Linked DNA regions of Mus musculus: region 2 is linked to region 1. Evidence: chromatin contacts called from public Hi-C data. All regions are on one chromosome and are shown on one strand. Each heading gives the region's core, a stretch centred on a gene start, on an enhancer-like site or on the middle of the called end of the contact. The rest is flanking DNA. Distances are from core to core; before and after follow the strand shown. Region 1 overlaps Cep44 (centrosomal protein 44). Region 2 overlaps Gm33501 (a long non-coding RNA gene).

Region 1 (6,739 bases), core at 2,161-4,660:
TACTGACAAGTAACCATTTTAAGGGACAGACTCTATGAAAATCAGTTAGCTGAGGGTAAATGATGAAATCACACCTTCCTCATGATCTTCATTTAACCAAAGGGGCTGCTTTATTATGAAAAAGCCACTATCAAATGCCCTGAAACCATTTTCTAATGGTTCATTTGATGCGTATTAATGTGCTGCCTGCATGTGTGTCTGTAAGAGGCTGTCGATCCCCTAGCTCTGGAATTACAGACACTTGTGAGCGGCCATGTGGGTACTGGGTATTGAATCCAAGCCTTCTGGAACCGTGCTCTTTATCACCAAGTCAGCTTCCTAGCCCAAGAAAGCATTTTCTAAAGGAAGATAATTATTTCCATCTCTTCAACAATTTCAGTGAGTCAAACTTTTATTTTAGAGGTTGTTTTTAAAGTAAGTCTCTTGGTAAGTATACAATACTACTATACATTTTTTTTAATTTGTATTAATTTTTAAGTTGTTATAAAACACCATAAGAAAATTTGTTCCTAATTTCTAGTTTCTGCTGTTTTATTTAATATCTATTGTTTTCTATATTTTATATCTATTAGATTAGAAATAGTCCATCTCATTTTGTATTTATGGGATATGACAGAGAAAAGGAAATGGTAGCTGTCTGGACCATAGGGTCACCTCCTCAGGACCTTGTGGCTGCTTACAGTCACCATAGGACCTTACAGGTCTGTTGACACCGCTGCTGTCTGTGGTGAGGACTTTGGAGTGAGACAATAAATTTGTAAAATCCGAACATAAATGATACTACACAAAAAGCAGATAACTGTACGAACTGTGCCGTGGCTGGGTGGGTAAAGGCTTGCACTGCAGGTTTTTGTGGGGTCAGGGGCAGAACTAATCTCCTTTTTTCAGTGAAGATCACTTGACCTTCAAATGTATGTAGCTACATTTTCAAATAGAAAAATAGATCTGAGCTTTCCTGACTTCAATAGAGACCTCCTAGCACATAAATTCCCAGGTTTTTCTTCTCCCTTCTTTACATAGCACTTTGTGGGGTCAATGGTTCTCTTGTGTGACTATTTTGATTCATTTAGTTCAAAGTGTATTATTCTTAGATCTATTTAATAAGATTTTCTCTCACAAAGTATATTTCTTCCCCCTCTCACTGAGATAGTGTATTACTCTATTACTCAATGCCTATTATAAAGACAAGTTGTCATTTGTAAAAATTTAACTTACCAAAACAGATAAGAGAAAAGAGGAGGACAGAGACAAAGGGACAGAAACAATTTTATTCTATCTTTCAACAGAAAAACTTGAAAGATGTTCTTTTTCAAAAATCTGGAGTTTTATGAGGATTCATTTGTTTTATTAAAAGCCAACGGAGTGGCGTGGAGACCACAAGGTGGCGCTGTGAGTCCATGCTGGTTCTCATACTGGGGACATAACAGCATTTCACAACTGAATTCTCTTCATTTTTCTAACTTAAGTGACCTGGAAATTCAAAAAACATGAATTCTAGATATGCTTTGGAAATGTTACTAAATTCAAGGTTGTATGCTTCTAAATGCTAACATAAAAGATTACACTTTAAAAGTGTAAACATTAAACATTTCTTAGAATACTAAAGTTTTCCTCAAGTTATTTCTAGTTATAGCTTAATTTTCTACTTAACATTAAAATAAAATTATACAGTATAATGAGGTGACTGATGTAAAAAATAAAAAGATAACTTCCTATAATTTTGACTATTACCCAGAATTACTATTGCTATATATTCATTTACAACGTTAGAAGGTATTCACATAGTAACTTTCTCAGTGACTTTGATTTTCTTTCACTTTAACTTTAAGACCTTTCCTCTCCTTAAACGTTGTTAACGATCCATCATTAGAAAGTGCAGAGCACCTCCACTGCATATCCCATGGAGGGCCAGCATCTGGGTCGGGGCTGACGGTCTAGGGTTATAGAGCAGAGTATTCACACACCCGACACAGTTCCCTCAGCAAACACACAGAAGACGCCCGCTGTCACCACTGCAGTGATAAAGCAGCACTGACTACCCATGAAGAACTAGATTTGTTTAGTTTTCAGTGAGCGTTACAACTGGTTCACCAACACATACGCTAAGATTGTACATATGAGAGCCTCCTGAGTACAATATGCAAGTCCCAGTTGGACTATCTCCAGCAAGATGCAGACCATGTCTTCCAACCCATACTTTCAAAAACATATTACCTAGCTCACTGCCAGTGAATGTCAACACAAAACTACAGAGCGTGCTGTAATGACTTCACACTGTAAGAGCAATATACTGAGACAGAAAGTTTTGCCAAGAAAACTGGAAGAGAAAATCGGCACATATACAGCTTAAAATATTAAAAGTATTTATTTAAGAATGAAAAAGCTCACATATCAAATAGAATCCAAATTCTTAATAAAAACTATCGTATATTAAAATTATATACAGAATTCTTAAATATAGAATATATATAAGTAGCCAAAGTCCTAGGAGCGATTATGCAGAACATTCTACAGTTAGCGACTTGAGCATTTCAGTAACTCTGCTGTCTCTTCAAACCTGGAACAGAACAAATGCTGTGTTAGCTAAGGGCAGGGCTCATAATGGAAGACAGGACTTTGTTTGTTTCTGACCCTGAGATAAACTGAGTGTTCCTCTTTTTACATATAATTACATTAATACATGCACATAGAAGAGAGAAAAAAATAAATAAGTCAACCCTCATAGCCTAAGTTATTTTAGAAGTTTGCTAATGTTAAAGAGCTTTGTACTTTTTTAATGTAGTAGAGTACATAATATTGTGATACCATTTCATCATATATTTTCTTTACACTGCTCTTTGCCAAAACTAGATGCACTGCCCCCCTGTCCCAATGAAAGCATCAGCACTGTGCTCCTTTATCAACAGCATCCCAAAGCCAGCAGGACTAACAACTGAAAATGTCCCCAACTATCCAGCTACATGCTCACAAGGGTTTGGGAAACCAATCAGCACAAGTAGAAAGATGTGAATTAATTAGCAACATCTCTGCCCTCTGTAACTATGATTAACTCTGTGGACAGTGTGTTACACTACTTGTTGGGAGCCAACAAAATGACTCAGCACACACACACACACACACACACACACACACACACACACACACACACACAGGAAGCAAAGCAATGACCCACTGAGTCTGAAGGAAAAGCCACAGCTGATGGAGACTTCAAGGTGTGAACACACAAGCCCAGTCTGCCCACACGGCACTCCAAGGCAGCTCCTACAGAGCAATGGCTTCTCTCACCCTCTCTGTTACTTACATTTTTTTCATCCTTTCCATTTTCTGGATAGTTGTTTCCTTTAATTTGAAAAGCAACAAATTTAGGCAATTTCTCAAAGTAAACAATCCTCAAAGACAGACCATGGCTATAGAAGACACACTGGGGAACACTGCCTACAGAGACTAGTCAACACACAGACCCCTTGAGAGATTACATTTGTAAGTCACCATGTTCTTGCCAACACTATACCATACCCTACTATACACACTATATATAAACACAGTACTTGTTTCTTCTCGACCTTAGAAATCATCGAAGCAGTTGACAGGCTCTCTTACCTCTGAGAACTCTCTCAAGACACAGTAATTAACAATGGAGCTCCCGGGTGCTGTTTCTGATGAGACTGCACTACAGCCAGACGAGCGGTAGTTGCCTGCTGCTCCCCCCACACTGTAGTTTTTATCTGAGAAGAAAATACATTTTAGGATCCCTTTCCATTATACAGAGGAGCCAAGTATTTACAAATAAAATAATGTAAAATGGTTACCTGGTATAGATAAAATGAGTTTTTCATACATTTTTCTTATAGAGGCAGATGCTAAAAATTAATAAAAGTTTTAGAATGCCTTTGGGCTCTGTGGTGCATGCTTGTAATTACACACACGTAGGGAGCTGAGCAGCATGAGTTCACGGCTGACCTAAACAATACAGAGAAACTCTGTCTCCCCACGGCCCCCAATCCAAAATCATTTTACCTTTATCATGATCTGAATCACTTTAAGCATGTAGGAATGGTCGTAAGTTAAACTATAAACTACTTGGGACTAGAGTGACGGCTCAGCAGTCAACAGCCCTTGACTCTTCACGACTTGAGTTCAATTTCCAGCAATCACATGGTGGCTCACAGTGATCTGTAATGGGATCTGAGACCCTATTCTGATGTGCATAATAGAGCATTCAGATACATAAGATACATGAATGAATATATTTTGAAAAATAAATATAAACCACCTATTGATGTGTTCCTTTTTTACAATGGTGACATCTATAACATTGAATCATGAGAAAATTTTCACAATGCTTTATTAAAGCAATGTCGAAGTAATTTCAAAATTGCTCTATCTTTGTTTTGTGGCTAGTGGCAATTATAAAAACTGACTAAATATATATGTTATATATATAAATATAATATAATATATTTAGATATATAAATTTATAATATATTACATTTATATACAGTATATAATTATTGTATATACTATTATATAAATAATATAGTATATACAATAAATATAAAAATGATATAAACATGTATATTTTTATACATTATACAAAATATATCATATATAACATATATATAGCTGGGCGGTGGTGGCACACACCTTTAATCCCAGCAATTGGGAGGCAGAGGCAGAGGCAGGCAGATTTCTGAGTTTGAGGCCAGCCTGGTCTACAAAGTGAGTTCCAGGATAGCCAGGGCTATACAGAGAAACCCTGTCTCGAAAAAACAAAAAAAAAACAAAACAAAACAAAATTAAAAAATAACACACACACATATATGTATAATATAAACAATAATAAATATAAGTATGTCACTTATATATCATATTAATGATTAATATCATATTAATATGATATATAGCATAATCAAATATTATATTGTATTATAATCATACATTACATATATTTATCATATAAAATTATATATAGTTATGTATATATGTATGTGTTATCATCTATAACAAAAAATATAATTATAACACAAATATATTTATCTATATTACATATTATATAAACTTATACATGTTATAATGTATAACAAAATACATGTGTGTAATATATATATAGATATAATAAATATATATTAATATCAAAAGGGATCCAATCTTGAGTTAACGTATGGTAAAAAAAGTTAAAAATTCAAGATCTAGGTTCTTTATAACAAAAAACCCTTCCTTATGTCAGATAATCTGATATCAATGTAGCAAAATGAAAGCATATTTTTCTCATTAACTCCATCAATTACTGAACGGCACACATAGATACAACATTTTTCTATCAATCATGCCTATTTAAAAATCTGGCTACAAACAGGAAGCCAAAAATAAATCATTTAAACTGGTTTTCATAAAGAGCATTTTTGTAGGCCTTCCTGGATGCTAAAGAATTAATACTCATGGACTAAACAAATGCTTTTTATCCGAAACAGCCAAATCCTCCTTGACAACCTGTTGTCTACTCCAGCCTCCTTGGGGAATGGTTTTCTCAGCTTATTCTCCTGAATACACTCAGCCTGAATAAAATAGCTCAAGCTTAACATGAAACATGATCCGACTAATTTTGGTGTTAAAAAATTCTAAGATAGAAATGTCATTAGACTTGACACCTTCTGTATGGTATTTACTGAGTTGTGATCTATTTATTTACCGGACACTAACAAGGTCGCATGCCACAGCTCTGAAGACTAACTACACCAGGCTGCTTACAGGAGCCACGGGAACGTGACAATATTAAGAAATAATTTAACTCAGCAGGAACTGTAACTTCCATGCCTCTAAATATGTGTATTATTTTCTTCTGGTAAAGACAGGTGTTCTCTGAAGGTTCTGATTATTCCCTATGCTGTCCCAAAGGAGAAAAGGAACAAGTGTGCAGGGCTGAGAAGACAGTTGATAATAATGGCTCTCCTCATCTGAACTTGGAGTTTGAATTTTTGAGGCATATCACTGCTTCATATAAAAGAAGGTTAGCGCTACGGGCAGTGGTGGCACACACCTTTAATCCCAGCACTTGGGAGGCAGAGGCAGGCGGATTTCTGAGTTTGAGGCCAGCCTGGTCTACAGAGTGAGTTTCAGGACAGCCAGGGCTACACAGAGAAACCCTGTCTTGAAAAACCAAAAAAAAAAAAAAAAAAAAAAAAAAAAAAAAAAAAAAAAAAAGGTTAGCACTAGGCCAGCTAGGTGGCTACTAAAACAGGCATGGCATCCCGGACCGCAAAGGTTAGTGAGGGTCATACATACAGAAAGCCAGGCATATTTAATAGCCAGATCGGCCAAGTGCATATTATACTCACAACAGTTCTGGCTTCCTGTGCTCTGAGTAAAATCTTACTAGTTTAAACATACTTTCTTAGCCTTGCTGTAGAAGATTACGAATTGGTAACCGTGTACAGATTAGAGAAAAGGAGCAGCAGTGGCCCCCACACTGAGCTAAGGGAACATCAGTGGAAGGGCTTGCTCGTGACAAGGAGTGGCACTAATGGAGAGACACCACACCCAACTCTCATGTGACCACTGATTTCTCATGGCCAACTTTGGAGGACTGTATTTTACTAGTAACAGAACACATTGGGCTCTTCAGTCTTCTGTAACTTGCAAGGCAGTACTTACAAATCAAGACCTAAGCTGTGAGGCTCCCCCTTAACTATTTCATACACCATAATGATATTCAAACGTGAATTCAGTACTTTTTATGCAC
Region 2 (6,739 bases), core at 2,418-4,917, 340 kb after region 1:
GGCACAGGGACAAAATCCTAATTAACAAAATCAGAAATGAAAAGGGAGACATAACAACAGATCCTGAAGAAATCCAAAACACCATCAGATCCTTCTACAAAAGGCTATACTCAACAAAACTGGAAAACCTGGACGAAATGGACAAATTTCTGGACAGATACCAGGTACCAAAGTTGAATCAGGATCAAGTTGACCTTCTAAACAGTCCCATATCCCCTAAAGAAATAGAAGCAGTTATAAATAGTCTCCCAGCCAAAAAAAGCCCAGGACCAGACGGGTTTAGTGCAGAGTTCTATCAGACCTTCAAAGAAGATCTAACTCCAGTTCTGCACAAACTTTTTCACAAGATAGAAGTAGAAGGTATTCTACCCAACTCATTTTATGAAGCCACTATTACTCTGATACCTAAACCACAGAAAGATCCAACAAAGATAGAGAACTTCAGACCAATTTCTCTTATGAACATCGATGCAAAAATCCTTAATAAAATTCTCGCTAACCGAATCCAAGAACACATTAAAGCAATCATCCATCCTGACCAAGTAGGTTTTATTCCAGGGATGCAGGGATGGTTTAATATACGAAAATCCATCAATGTAATCCATTATATAAACAAACTCAAAGACAAAAACCACATGATCATCTCGTTAGATGCAGAAAAAGCATTTGACAAGATCCAACACCCATTCATGATAAAAGTTCTGGAAAGATCAGGAATTCAAGGCCAATACCTAAACATGATAAAAGCAATCTACAGCAAACCAGTAGCCAACATCAAAGTAAATGGAGAGAAGCTGGAAGCAATCCCACTAAAATCAGGGACTAGACAAGGCTGCCCACTTTCTCCCTACCTTTTCAACATAGTACTTGAAGTATTAGCCAGAGCAATTCGACAACAAAAGGAGATCAAGGGGATACAAATTGGAAAAGAGGAAGTCAAAATATCACTTTTTGCAGATGATATGATAGTATATATAAGTGACCCTAAAAATTCCAACAGAGAACTCCTAAACCTGATAAACAGCTTCGGTGAAGTAGCTGGATATAAAATTAACTCAAACAAGTCAATGGCCTTTCTCTACACAAAGAATAAACAGGCTGAGAAAGAAATTAGGGAAACAACACCCTTCTCAATAGCCACAAATAATATGAAATATCTCGGCGTGACTCTAACGAAGGAAGTGAAAGATCTGTATGATAAAAACTTCAAGTCCCTGAAGAAAGAAATTAAAGAAGATCTCAGAAGATGGAAAGATCTCCCATGCTCATGGATTGGCAGGACCAACATTGTAAAAATGGCTATCTTGCCAAAAGCAATCTACAGATTCAATGCAATCCCCATTAAAATTCCAACTCAATTCTTCAACGAATTAGAAGGAGCAATTTGCAAATTCATCTGGAATAACAAAAAACCGAGGATAGCAAAAACTCTTCTCAAGGATAAAAGAACCTCTGGTGGAATCACCATGCCTGACCTAAAGCTTTACTACAGAGCAATTGTGATAAAAACTGCATGGTACTGGTATAGAGACAGACAAGTGGACCAATGGAATAGAATTGAAGACCCAGAAATGAACCCACACACCTATGGTCACTTGATCTTCGACAAGGGAGCCAAAACCATCCAGTGGAAGAAAGACAGCATTTTCAACAATTGGTGCTGGCACAACTGGTTGTTATCATGTAGAAGAATGCGAATCGATCCATACTTATCTCCTTGTACTAAGGTCAAATCTAAGTGGATCAAGGAACTTCACATAAAACCAGAGACACTGAAACTTATAGAGGAGAAAGTGGGGAAAAGCCTTGAAGATATGGGCACAGGGGAAAAATTCCTGAACAGAACAGCAATGGCTTGTGCTGTAAGATCGAGAATTGACAAATGGGACCTAATGAAACTCCAAAGTTTCTGCAAGGCAAAAGACACTGTCTATAAGACAAAAAGACCACCAACAGACTGGGAAAGGATCTTTACCTATCCTAAATCAGATAGGGGACTAATATCCAACATATATAAAGAACTCAAGAAGGTGGACCTCAGAAAATCAAATAACCCCCTTAAAAAATGGGGCTCTGAACTGAACAAAGAATTCTCACCTGAGGAATACCGAATGGCAGAGAAGCACCTGAAAAAATGTTCAACATCCTTAATCATCAGGGAAATGCAAATCAAAACAACCCTGAGATTCCACCTCACACCAGTGAGAATGGCTAAGATCAAAAATTCAGGTGACAGCAGATGCTGGCGAGGATGTGGAGAAAGAGGAACACTCCTCCATTGTTGGTGGGATTGCAGGCTTGTACAACCACTCTGGAAATCAGTCTGGCGGTTCCTCAGAAAATTGGACATAGTACTACCGGAGGATCCAGCAATACCTCTCCTGGGCATATATCCAGAAGAAGCCCCAACTGGTAAGAAGGACACATGCTCCACTATGTTCATAGCAGCCTTATTTATAATAGCCAGAAACTGGAAAGAACCCAGATGCCCCTCAACAGAGGAATGGATACAGAAAATGTGGTACATCTACACAATGGAGTACTACTCAGCTATTAAAAAGAATGAATTTATGAAATTCCTAGCCAAATGGATGGACCTGGAGAGCATCATCCTGAGTGAGGTAACACAATCACAAAGGAACTCACACAATATGTACTCACTGATAAGTGGATACTAGCCCAAAACCTAGGATACCCACGATATAAGATACAATTTCCTAAACACATGAAACTCAAGAAAAATGAAGACTGAAGTGTGGACACTATGCCCCTCCTTAGAAGTGGGAACAAAACACCCATGGAAGGAGTTACAGAAACAAAGTTTGGAGCTGAGATGAAAGGATGGACCATGTAGAGACTGCCATATCCAGGGATCCACCCCATAATCAGCATCCAAACGCTGACACAATTGCATATACTAGCAAGATTTTATCGAAAGGACCCAGATGTAGCTGTCTCTTGTGAGACTATGCCGGGGCCTAGCAAACACAGAAGTGGATGCTCACAGTCAGCTAATGGATGGATCACAGGGCTCTCAATGGAGGAGCTAGAGAAAGTACCCAAGGAGCTAAAGGGATCTTCAACCCTATAGGTGGAACAACATTATGAACTAACCAGTACCCCTGAGCTCTTGACTCTAGCTGCATATGTATCAAAAGATGGCCTAGTTGGCCATCACTGGAAAGAGAGGCCCATTGGACACGCAGACTTTGTGTGCCCCGGTACAGGGGAACGCCAGGGCCAAAGGGGGGGAGTGGGTGGGTAGGGGAGTGGGGGTGGGTGGGTAAGGGGGACTTTTGGTATAGCATTGGAAATGTAAATGAGCTAAATACCTAATAAAAATGGAAAAAAAAAATAAAAAATAAAACATAGCAACCTTACCATATACAAAGACCCATAGGTTCATAAGTCATGGAATAGTTTATTTTCTTTATGCATGCTTTCTTTTTCTCACAATCTATTTTCCAGTACCAACAAATGTTTGAAACTGCTCATCTCAGCATCTGTCGTGGCTGGCACAAGAAACCAGTGGTATCTGCAAACCATATCAGTATGTTGTAAACAAGCACATCTTGACATGGATCTTCATCCTCCAGAACTCCAGTCTCTGCTAATACATCCCAGCAGGAGACAGGCTGGGCAGGGAGTGGCACTTGACATTCCAAGATAGGAAATCAGTTGCAGAAACAGCTGAGCCTGGGAGAGCTAAGAGTGGCTCATGTAGGGATTATGGTCTCTCTGGGTTGTCTGTTTGGCAAGAGAAGATGTGGGGCTGCATTAGGATACCGGGAAATGCGCTCTGCCCCTTATAGTAAGATGGCTGGGGAAGACGCGCCAAGGAGACGGATAAACCTTCAGATAGGCGATTAGGAGATGTGGACATCAAACATCACTGACGGTAAAAAGGACCGAAGAGTCCACCCACAACAGGATTAACTTGTCCCTTTTCAAGAATAGGTCGCATTTTTAAAAAGTCTCCACAAAGAGATTATTAGTGTTTATCTCATTGATTGGTGTTAATTCCAGGACCTTATTATGATAGGCAAGTACTCTACCAGGGAGCTAGATGCTAATAAAGCCATGGAGAAATCAGACTTGCAGGGAAAAAAAAAAAAAAAAAAGGATGAATGAACCAATACTGGATACTTACAGATTCTATTTTGTGTTTTGTACAATCAATAACAAGAATTAGTAGAAATAGAAAAATAAAACTTTGAGAAGACAGTATATTAGTTCTGAGTGATCAAAAATAAAGTCTATAGGGATGCTATTGAGACAACTCAATGGCAGAATCTAGGATGGAACTGGGCTGCCTGTGACCTGGCTTGGCCCAGACAAAGCCGGCTCTGCCCCTCAGTCTGCCATTCTCTGTGTCTCTGCTCCAGTCTGCACTGGGTCTCCATGTCAAAGAACATTTATCAGAAACCGACGCTATGGCTTATGGTCCACACGGGAACTGAAGTTATTTTGTTTTGTTTTGTTTTTCCATCTCAGATTTGGTACATCCAAACCATCCCTATGAAATGTCTTCAAAGACATGGTGGTCAGTGAGTAAAAGTCATACATTTACAACAAATGACCCAAAGTAGGGGGACACACATTTGAAAAATTAGCTGAATACAATCAGGAAAGAGTTCAAGAGAAGTTCTGTCATGACACTCACCATTAGGAGAGCTCGGAGAAGAACAATAATGAGAAAAAACACAATTATAACATGTACTTGGATTTATGTACAGTGTAGTGTGTGTGTGTGTGTGTGTGGGTGGGTGTTTGCTGTGTGTGTGTATGTTTGCTGTGTGTGTGTGTCCATGTGTGTGTGTGTTTGCTGTGTGTGTGTGTCCGTGTGTGTCTGTGTGTGTCCATGTGTGTGTGTAAGAATAATAACAAGGGCCAAATGGTCTTTAAACATTACTTTAATTTTTAGTGTACTTTTGTTTCTACAAGTCTTTTATTGTAAGCATCTTCATTCTTTATATATATCAAAATATTTAAAGATTTATTATTTATTCATTCATTTATTTATTCAAAATGATGGGGATTTGTGTGTGTGTGTCTGGGTGGGTTTCCCTTCATTACGTGTAGGTAGCTTCTGTAGCCAGAAGAGGGCAACAGATCACTTGGAGCAGGTCCATGTGAGCTGAGATTCTTTTTTTTTAAATTAGATATTTTCTTTATTTACATTTCAAATGCTATCCCTATACCCTCCCCCCACCCTGCTCCCCTACCCACCCACTCCCACTTCTTGGCCCTGGTGTTCCCCTGTACTGGGGCATATAAAGTTTGCAAGACCTAGGGGCCTCTCTTCCCAATGATGGCCGACTAGGCCATCTTCTGCTACATATGGAGTGAGCCGAGATTATTGAGATGACCTACTGGTTCATTTGTTTCCATTCCTTCCAATCTCATCACAGTATCTCAGACTCTTAATCGATTTTGGTTGCACATTTGCCTCTTTCTAGACATTTTGATCAGCAATTTCCTGGTTTGATGTTTTTCTTATAGCATTTCATTCACATGTAAGAGTATTTTAATTTCCAAGATTTTTCCCCTTTGAAAATAATTCTTAATACGTAATAAATTTAAAAAAAAAGGAAATGAGATGAAAAAAAAAGAAAATAGTTCTTAATTTCTCAAAAAAAAATTTTTAGACAGACATTTTGTACAAAATTCTGCTTCTTTGATTTAGTTTTCACTGAGGTTAATTATCCCCAGTTAAATACATTTTTTATTATTAGGTATTTATTTAATTTATATTTCCAATGCAGTTAAATACATTTTTATATATGCTTTATGTTCTAAACGTATGGCAGTTTGATATGAAACGAACTATGTACATATTCTATTGTTTTCTTATTTAAATTCTCTGAACATTATTTTACTTTTATTTTTATAGGGAGTGTACTTTTATTTTATGAGTGTACCAATGGTGAACTGGTTCTCTGAGAATCATGTGGTGTAATTATCTTCTTCTTTATGGAATCTGAGGAAGTTACTTTGTTCTTAAAGGGCCTTGACTGGTATTTTTCATAGTGAATGTCGTCTTGGGGACTGATTGTAAAGACTGAATGAGGCAGTGCTTGGAAGGCATTGACTCTAGACAAGGTAAATGAGAAAAGCATAGTAGATATTTACTCTTCTACAGGATTTCTACAAGCATCTTTGTTTATTTATCAGGGTCTAAATAATTTTGAAATTTTTATTTTTAGTAATTTTTCCAGTATAAAAAGTCGAGAAATAAATAAATACATACTATAAGACAGTATGACTATGGATATAAGTAAAAAGTGACTCTTCTCAGCTTTTGCTCTGTATGTAATTAATATTCATGTCCACTTGCATTCTTTATATTCTGTATATATTTCAGAAACTTTCTACATAGTTGCTCAGTTTCTGTGATATAAACTTGCGCCCTACACCCTTAAATTGTATCTTGAAAACCCATGGGATTTGTGAGCTACAATCTTTTTTTTTTTTTCTTAAAAAGCTATAAATATTGTCTTTCTCTTGCCCAATTTTCCAAGCTGTTGAGGGAGACATGTCTATACTGACTGGTGACTGGTTAATTCCAGCCCCTGGTTAGAAGTTGTAGGATTTGCTTTTGTTCCTTGGAGTTCAGGAGTTTTTCCAGGTAATATAGTGTGACATGTGTTGTTGTTAATCTAGCTTGTCAATCAAAAGCCTTTGATCTGAAAACTCAAGTAAGTGAAATACTGTTCCTTCTATTTCTGCTTCTCCATCT

The links. Hi-C and Micro-C count contacts between places; a contact is called where the count stands out from the background.
Region 2: a contact with region 1 is called in a Hi-C map of the N1E-115 cell line, with 4 times the contacts expected there. The contact joins two enhancer-like sites. A contact is called at or near these places in 12 of 484 Hi-C or Micro-C datasets (the Ba/F3 cell line, the G1E-ER4 cell line, the HL-1 cell line and 6 more).

What each region holds. Positions count from the first base shown.
Region 1 is chr8:56,529,176-56,535,914 of GRCm38.p6, forward strand. Cep44 (centrosomal protein 44) reads right to left here. Exons shown (of 11, transcript NM_001009951.1): 9 at 3,601-3,725; 10 at 3,302-3,339; 11 at 2,347-2,557. The coding sequence ends at 2,515. Among named protein-coding and RNA genes, the nearest start is that of Gm24375, 11 kb to the left of the region's middle. Within about 2 kb of position 3,411, at least 4 of the 459 cell types and tissues checked have an H3K27ac peak or open chromatin away from gene starts, as enhancers often do. A contact at or near this core is called in the N1E-115 cell line, where this site is marked.
Region 2 is chr8:56,868,569-56,875,307 of GRCm38.p6, forward strand. It overlaps Gm33501 (a long non-coding RNA gene), which reads right to left. Exons shown (of 3, transcript XR_378983.2): 3 at 3,546-3,747. Among named protein-coding and RNA genes, the nearest start is that of Gm33501, 17 kb to the right of the region's middle. Within about 2 kb of position 3,668, at least 2 of the 459 cell types and tissues checked have an H3K27ac peak or open chromatin away from gene starts, as enhancers often do. A contact at or near this core is called in the N1E-115 cell line, where this site is marked.